Regions from separate parts of the Anas platyrhynchos genome. Here region 1 is linked to region 2. The links are chromatin contacts, called in public Hi-C maps. All regions are on one chromosome and are shown on one strand. The core of a region is the stretch at or near the end of the contact, and the rest is flanking DNA. Distances in the headings are between cores, read along the strand shown. Region 1 has its middle 2.2 kb from the start of MB. Region 2 overlaps RBFOX2 (RNA binding fox-1 homolog 2).

Region 1 (4,091 bases), core at 1,517-4,016, 130 kb before region 2:
GTGCTATTGTGGGTGCCACTGATGGCATCATTTCTGCTTTTCGTATTGGACTGGCACACGGCCCGCTCTCGACAGAAAGGGCACTGCCCAAACGCACTGCCAGGAGCCTGTCCCGGCTTCCCAAGGACCCAGCAACGGTGTCAAGCTGTGCAGCAGGAGATTCCTGAAGAGCACTGTCATCCGCAAGGCCAGCCCGCCTCCCACGCCCCTGCCTGCCAAAGGCAGGGAGAAGCAAGGCCAGGATGGCTGCTGGCATCGCTCCTCCCCTCCAGAGGCCTCTCCTTTCCCCTGCAGGGGTTGAGGTCTCTCATGCCAAGTGTCAGCATCAGGAGGAAAAGCCACCACGAGCCACCGTGGATATGATTTTGGACACCTCCCAGGCTATCTCCTCAGCCTCCCTCAGGACCGATAGCAGCCTGGCGTACCAGCGGGATGATTAATCCCTTCCAAGGGCTGAGTGCAGGCAGAGCAGGGCCCGATAACGAAGCCCAGCCAGCACCCTGCAGCCTTTCCGAAGGGTAGGAAGGGTGGCCAGAGGCAGGTGGAGGTGTCGGCTGGTCACCAAGCCTAAAGGCAGGAGAATTTCTCCCGCTGTGCTTAGCAAGTGCCTGTCAGCCAAGCCAACCTGCGGTCCTCTGCTTCTCTCCTCTATGCACCACTTTGCCTCACACCCCAAAACCCGCCTCCTAAACGCTTCCAGGCCAAGATTTCATCCTGATTTCCCCATGCAATCACCGGGGCACTATCAGTTGCCCAAACTAGGCTAAAGTGATGGAGGAGCGCTTGGGAGCCCTCCAGCAGAGATCACATCCCCGCAGCCTCGCTCCTCGAGTCCTTATCACACCAGACAAGCATTTGCGCCGCCCCACGCTCAGCCTTGGGTAGGATCCTGAATGCTGACCTTACAGGCTTACATGCACTTCAGACACGAGAGAAATGTGTGCTCCTGGTACACGAGAGACGGCTGCTTATGCATCAAGCTCCGTTGCATTCCTCATGCTGAAACTGCTTGGTCACCACAATAACCTCATTCGAGTTTGGTTGCCCCATGGCCGTGAAGCCAACAGTCTCTGTACAGACATTAAATGGACAAAGGCCTTCAAAAGGGCAGCCATAGTGTTTTTTCTACAAGTGAAACGGCAATGAAATGAAATCGTAAGCTCTTCCCCATGGAGCATAAATAAATTTGGCCTGCAGAATGACTGCAAGCCCTACAGCACACCACGGCCATGCGGACGCGTGCCTCGGCCCTCTGGTCATCCCCGTGGGCAAGGCCTATGGCTGGCACCACCATCTGGGCAAACACCAAGTGCCGAGGGCCGAGGGCTGACCTGTCGGTCGTCACCTTCACGTGGGCGATCAGGTGGCCTTTTCATATGGCCACACCACACCTGCATGCCTGTGGTCGTCCATAAAGCGCTCTTGTTAAACGAGCATTAAATCATTAATATTTTGGGGCACAGTGAAGCGAAGCACCAGCAGCCGACGTGCCACCATCACCAAGGGTCTCGCAAGGCTCTGGCCGTGCTGTGAGGTCCCCAAAGGGGATGATGGAGATGATCAGGCCCAGACCCCAAAACCCCCCGGTGCTGCTGCTGGGGAAGCCCTGGTCGAGCTGCAGCAGCCTGGAGCTGTCGGCCAGGGCTTGCTACCATCTAGTGGCCACGGGCGACAGAGCCATGCAGAGGGGAGGCCACATCCCTGTCCCCATGCAGGATCCGCAGGCTGGAGGGGGGCTGTGGCCTTTCCTAGGGGCTGCAGGGGCTGGTGTCTATCCAAAAGGTGCTTAGGAAAGGATCCCCCCTCCCTGAAGGGCAGGGGAAGAGTCTCTTCTGGCAAAACAGCTCCTTCCTTGACGGACAGCAAACCTTGCCATAGGTATCAGTGCATTTAGACCTTGCAGCATCCCTGCAAAGGGGAAAGCTGCTTGTTTCCCCACTTGTAAGCAATCAGAGAGGTTCAGCCCCTGGGATAGCCAGGGGAAGAACGAGGTCTGGCTGCAGGGCACGGCACTAGGAGCAGCAGCCGGTGCCAGTTCCTAACACGGGGCACAGGCAGGGCTGGAGTGCCCCGGTGGGAATTGCATGCCGGCAGCAGGGATGCACCAGTTCCCTTTTTTTTTTTTTTTTGGCCAAATTCAGTTTTTCTTAGAGTATCGCTGTTGCAGAGAGAGAGAAAGCCATCCATGGGCTGTAAAACGAGTGCCAGAGAGCCCAGCAGTGCCCCACGCTGCCTTGGCAGGTTAATGTAGCAATGCTGCAATAATTTCCAGCTCTGTCTTCTCTGCAGCCAGGGCTGCTGCAAAGAGGGAAATGCGTGCCTGAGAGACAGGCACTGGTAGGAATCACAGTGATGGTTATTTTCATTTTAAATACGCTTATGAAATGCACTTTCCAGCAGGAGGGAGCGAAGGATGCTCCAAAACCATTCAATTTTAACACCCCAAACCATCTGTGTTTGCACAGCAAAGCAACTCAGAGAGGTGAACAAGGGTTTTTGCAACAACCAACCCCCCCCCCCCTTTTTTTTTTTTTTCCTTTTCAATGAACCTTTTTCCCCATGCTGCAATTAAAAATAAAAACCCCCACCTGGGAGCAGGGGACGGCTCGGGGTGACGGCTGCAGCCCCGGCTGTGTCGTGCCCCCGTGCTGCCTGGTGCCAGCCTGGCACGTGCTGCTCTGCCAGGGGAGCAGCCATAGGGGAGGCCGGCACGCCGAAGAAGCCGGGCGCCTTATGCAACTCCAAATTACATAATTGGGTATTGCATAATGCTGGGGGAAAGGCCTCCTGCAGCCCAGCTTCGGTTTCTATGGCATTCTGCTGATCCATGGCTTCTTCGAGGACCGTGCGTCTGCGCTTTGCTTTCGGAGCCTGCGGCGCAGGCTGTGCAGACAGACGGACGGACAGACAGGTGGCACACTGCACTCCCGGCAGCACTAGCCAGGGAGAGAAGGGGAATAGCAAATCCTATAGCCACAGCAAGGCAAGAGCATTGTTTGCTTTATTTTCAGGCTCAGAAGGCTGTCAGAGAAAGGCGCTGCATGCATTGCATGTCCTCTGCCTCTTGCAGGAGACCTGGTGGGGGCTGACTTGTGCTGGCAGCAGCCAAATCTTTTCCAGGCTCTCTCCTCTCTCCATCTCACCCTTAAGCTCTATTCTTAGCAGTGCCTCCAGGCAGGGCTCCCGCACACTGATGGATTTCAGCAGCTGGGAGGTGACCCCAGCGCCTGCTTGCAAGGAAGAGGAATGATTAGGAGGAGATGGCAGCACCAGGGCAAGGTCTGGGCTGCGGGTCTGCAGAGCTGTGCTGTGCGTGGAGCATCTCAGTATGGGGTCAGGCCCTGTACAAGCCAGAGGGAGCTTTACCCTCACTTCAGTACGCACAGGATCTGACCTCTGGTGACTGTCAGACACGACTCAGTCATTTTCTGCCCTCGGAGGGAGCGCAGGATGGGACAGAGCCATGACACAACTGATCCACAGCTCCCAGGCCCTCGGCTAGGCAGTGCCTGGATGGACCATTGAGCTGGGCTAAGCGGGGTGCTCATTGCAGGCTGGCACTTGGATCTGGTGGAAGAGTGAGCAAGAAAGCAGCAGGGCAGTCCAGGACCAGAATATTTGGGCTGTGAAGTAGGAGCTGACAGGGGAAGTGACCTCTGCTCCTGTGGAGCTGCAAGGCTCTCCTTTGGGGCTGGGATACCAGAGCCCAAAAGGGCTGAGGATGTCTGTGGGAAAACGCAGGTGCCATTAAAGGAAGGAGGAGGAGGGTTAGAAGGCAACAAGCAGCTTGTAAAGCATTGCCCATCCCAGGAGCAAAGGGAAGAAATGTTTGTTTGTTTTTTTTTTTAGGTAAGAGCATGGGTTATACCAGCAGGAGCCTGGAGACCTCTAGGAATCAGGTGGATTAAAACTCATAACACCATCGTGGCACCCAGGGATTTCTGTACTATGTACTATGTACAGACATAATAAAGCAAGAGGGGAATTCTTTGCTCTTATCTGCCGACACTCAGCACCGTACTGGCAGCTGCAGCCTGCTGAGGGACAGCTGGAAAAGGCAAGGGCCAGAGAACATGTGCGAGGGCACCTTG
Region 2 (4,077 bases), core at 244-2,743:
ACGTACATCCTTCATTTCCCTGAAGGCTCTGAGACTGAGCAGCTTGCCCTGAGAGGCTGTGGACTCTCTCCTTGCTTGGTGACCTCCAAAAGCCACCTGGACGTGGTCCTGGGCAGCCTGCTCCGGGTGACCCTGCTGTGGCAGGCCTTGGAGCAGGGGGCCACCACGTCGCTTCCCACCTCAGCCATCCCGTGGTTCTGTCAGATTTCCTGCTCTGCAGAACACAGACAGCCTCCAGGGAACCTGGAGAGGCCAAAACCAAGCTGGACACGGGGCACCGAATCGCCCTCCCCTGCTCTCCCTGAAGCACGAGGTGCTCCTGCTTCACGGCAAGGGTCGGAAACCAAGAGATAACCCCAAAGGCACGCTCTGGAAAACGAGCGGAGGCAGGAGAAAGGCGCTGGCTGAGCGCTGGGTGCCCTCTTCTGGCAGCCCACAGCCCGAGCCGCAGGGCCAGCCCCAACCCGGGCACCCCAAGGCCCTGGGCCCAGCCGGGCTGCCCAGGTATCGGGGCACCCTCCCTGCTCCTCCAGGGCCCTCCACAGAGCCCCAAATCCCATCGCTCACCGCCACACCATGCTGCACTGGGACGCTTCAGGAACCCGGCCTGTCCTTCCTCAGCACGTACACCTGCCTGGGGGAACCCGGGAGTCGCTTTTGCAAAAGCAGTGCAGCCTTTCAGGAAGAAAAAGGTGTTAAATACACATGAACTACTCACATTTTCTTTCTACTCTCTGTTGTGATTTCTTTTCCCCCCAGTTAGGAAGAAAATCCTAACCCATACGTGTCAGTGCAGCTGTGGATGCGCTAGGAACTGAGGCCTTGAGCCCGCAGGTTGTTCCTGTCCCACCCCTGACAGCTCCCAAAACAGCTCAGTTTTAAGTTAGCTGTGCACAGAAGGACTTTTTTTTTTCCCCCTCCCTCATAAAATATACCTAAAGTGCAGGACTCGTCACCACAGGATGTTGTGGATGCCAAAGACTTAGACAGCCTCAGCAAGCATTTAAACGAGTTCAATAAAGAAAAATCTATCACAGGTGACCTTAAAAATAATAATAATAAAAAAAAAGAATCTATGGCCAGGAAATCCCAAAGCCACCAGACTGCTTAAAGAGTACCTAGCAGGGGAAGTATCGCCGAATCTTGGCGCTGCTCCCTGTGCTTTAAGTACCTGCCATTAGACACTGTCAAAGACACGACGCTGGAGCACAGAGACCTTCTGCCCGGCCCAGAATAGCCACGTTTATGCTCTTCAGTGTGATCTAATACCCACAAACAAGCTGTTTTCTCTACACCATTGGGTTTTACCCTGCACTCCTCCAACCGATCATTTTATTGACTGCTTCTAATACACAAGCCATAGTCTCTTGCACTTCCAAAACCATTCGGAAGGGGAAATCTGACCAAAATGCTGCCCCTCTAGCCCAAATACCTCAAGGGGTTGGAGTCTCCAAGGCTCTTGCATTGCATTGGGTAAGACTTAACGGTCAGAAAGTACATCAGAGAACAAAAAAGTGGTCTCCTGGTCCTCTCCCAAGAAGGATGACTCACAGCTCCTCTCTTTAACCCCGAGAAGAGATGAGAAATCGCTTGAATCGGACAACTCAAACATGAAAGGAATTTATATTACATCATCCAGCCCATTTCCTGCCAACGCCTTGCAGCCCCAGAACTTGGCCGGACTATTCATCAGCAAGGTAATCGTTACTTCCCTTGAGAGACTGCTTATAGGGCTCCGGGATCTTATTGTCAGGAAGTCTTCCCATGTATTCCAATTAGATGCACTCTTCTCCCTCATTTCATCGTCTCATATAACTTTTCTCCTTTTTTTTGTCGTTGTTTTTTTGTTTTGCTATTGAGTAACAGTGAGGCACGCGTTGATATGGAGCTTGCTGAAGGAGTTTGTGAAAGATATTCAGTGTTCTCCAAGAAGAGGATTCCCTGCCTTGTATTCAGAGGCTAGGAAAGCAGCAGACACGAGGGAAAAGGGAAATAAACACATTTAGATCCATTTACAGGACTTGCCAACTGCACAACAGTATGCTTCATGTGCTACTTAACCCTTTGGATGGGTCTTGATAGCAGGAGATCAGCTACACAGAAAGGAGAGGAGAGATCTAGGGAATGTGGCCATCATGCCTCAGTTCAGAATATAATTTTAGAAAGCAGTTTTGTAACACCCGCAGTGCTTGGCGGTGTACACACTATAGCTTTTTCTACTCCCAACTCCTGCATCTTTCCTGCAGTTTCTTATAGGGATATAGCTGGGGCTTCAGAAAATGAGGAGTCACCAGACAAGTGTTTTCCCGAGATGGTTCTGAATTTGGAGGAGAAAGGTTACTGGAGTGGTCTTGGAGCTCATCCTTCCTCTTCCAAGTCATCGGTGACTGGATCTGCTTGAACTTCAGTCTGTAACCAACCTCTCCTTCAACTTTGCTTCCACTCTGCTTTTTTTCCTACCCCAGTATCTCAATTTACGTTGCTTTTCACTAAATTCTTCCCATCATCAACATTTTCCCCTCTGAACACTGCAAGTTAGAGTTGGATGCCATCCTGTAAAAGATGTCCCAGCAAGTCCTCCCCTGCTGCAGTGGTAACCGTATTTCTGTAACACACCTTAAACTGTCCCCACCCTGCTTACTGCCTAGGTGCTAAGCTGTAACCCCACGCAGTTACCCCACTACACACCACCAGACCCCTCCGTGTGCAACTGCTTCACAGACGCTTCCCACCTCTTGATTATCTTAGAGCTTTTTGCTCAGACTGCATTCTCTAAAATGAAGCTTGTTATCTTTTATGGGACATCGCAGCCAGTAACAGAACATCCCATAAGTCCTGTGTAGTACAGAGAGGAAATATTTTACTGCTTGCCTGAAGGGAGGTTGTGGAAGCCAGGAAGCAGCAGATTTGGCAGTCTTACCCCCTAATTCACCCAATCTTAGACATAAGGAAGATGTTTAGAGCAGTCCCCCCTCATTAGCTTGGGTCTATCCCAAGCCTTGCATCGCTTACTTTCAGGCAAAGAAATACTCCCCTACAGTACCATGAATACCAAACCTTCCCCATTTTACACAGAGGACCTCAGATACTTCCTGATCTTTGTCCTGGCCCTTTGCTCAAAGAGAACAGTTTTGAACTTTTATTCAAGGCCTTTCTCCCTCTCTCTGTCACTCAGTTTAAGGATTTGCATTAAATATACTTCATTCAAACCAGAAGTGTAAATAAGGTGGCAAACAAACCAAAAACCCACAAACATAAACCCTCCCTTCCAGCTCCCTAATAACACCACTTCTGCTGCCACAATCTTACTCATTTACCCAGCAAGTTAGCATACTCACTAGAGGGTGTATTTCCCTGGTCAGTTACAAGAAGGGAAACAAATTAAAAACCCAAATGCTTTTCAGGAATACTACTTAAAGGTTTAAACTCTTGAGACACGCAGCCTTTATAACTGGAGAGATTTTGGCTGGTGCAACCATGGTACAAATAAGAACAGAGAAGTAACCAAGACATTTTCTTCCTGAAGGTCACTACTTCATGGCGAGAGCAGCTTGGTATGGTAACACTGAACTAAACCAAGAGGTTTTTGTGGATACCCTAATCCATGCTGAACTTCCAAGCTGCTAACCAAGTCGAGGCAACATCCCCAAATTCACGCTTCATCCATGTGATGGAGAGGAGGGAGACAGGCAAAGGAGACCCAGACCACCCTGGGCTTCCTCTCCCAGCTCCCTGCACAAGGAAAATAAACAGAAAGAAAGCAAGAGGGGAGGCTTCCTGTTCTCACAGCCTGCAAGCACAACTCGCCCAGAGCAGCCCCACAGCCACGGGGAGGGAGCGCGCACAGCTTGCCTGCGATGCTCCAGCAGATAGCCCCAAGCAGCAAGCGAGCAGCAGCCCAGGGGATCAGGCTGACAATTGGAGAGGATTTAACAGCATCTCACCTCAAGCCTGAACTCAAACTGAGGGGCTCGTGATAAAGCTGTTCCCAGCAGTTGCCATGGGCACTCAGGCTACCCTGGGCTGCAGGCTCATCTACAGAGACGAGAACAACAGGTCAGGCCCGGTGAGCGCTTG

The links. A called contact is a pair of places that touch in the nucleus more often than the background predicts.
Region 1: a Hi-C map of skeletal muscle shows a contact between it and region 2, with 4 times the contacts expected there. The contact joins two enhancer-like sites. A contact is called at or near these places in 5 of 8 Hi-C or Micro-C datasets (F1 follicle, liver, skeletal muscle and 2 more).

Annotation. Positions count from the first base shown.
Region 1 is chr1:55,273,431-55,277,521 of IASCAAS_PekinDuck_T2T, reverse strand. No RefSeq gene overlaps it. Among named protein-coding and RNA genes, the nearest start is that of MB, 2.2 kb to the left of the region's middle. Within about 2 kb of position 2,766, at least 2 of the 8 cell types and tissues checked have an H3K27ac peak or open chromatin away from gene starts, as enhancers often do.
Region 2 is chr1:55,142,192-55,146,268 of IASCAAS_PekinDuck_T2T, reverse strand. All of the region lies in intron 1 of RBFOX2 (RNA binding fox-1 homolog 2), which reads right to left. Among named protein-coding and RNA genes, the nearest start is that of RBFOX2, 36 kb to the right of the region's middle. Within about 2 kb of position 1,493, at least 3 of the 8 cell types and tissues checked have an H3K27ac peak or open chromatin away from gene starts, as enhancers often do.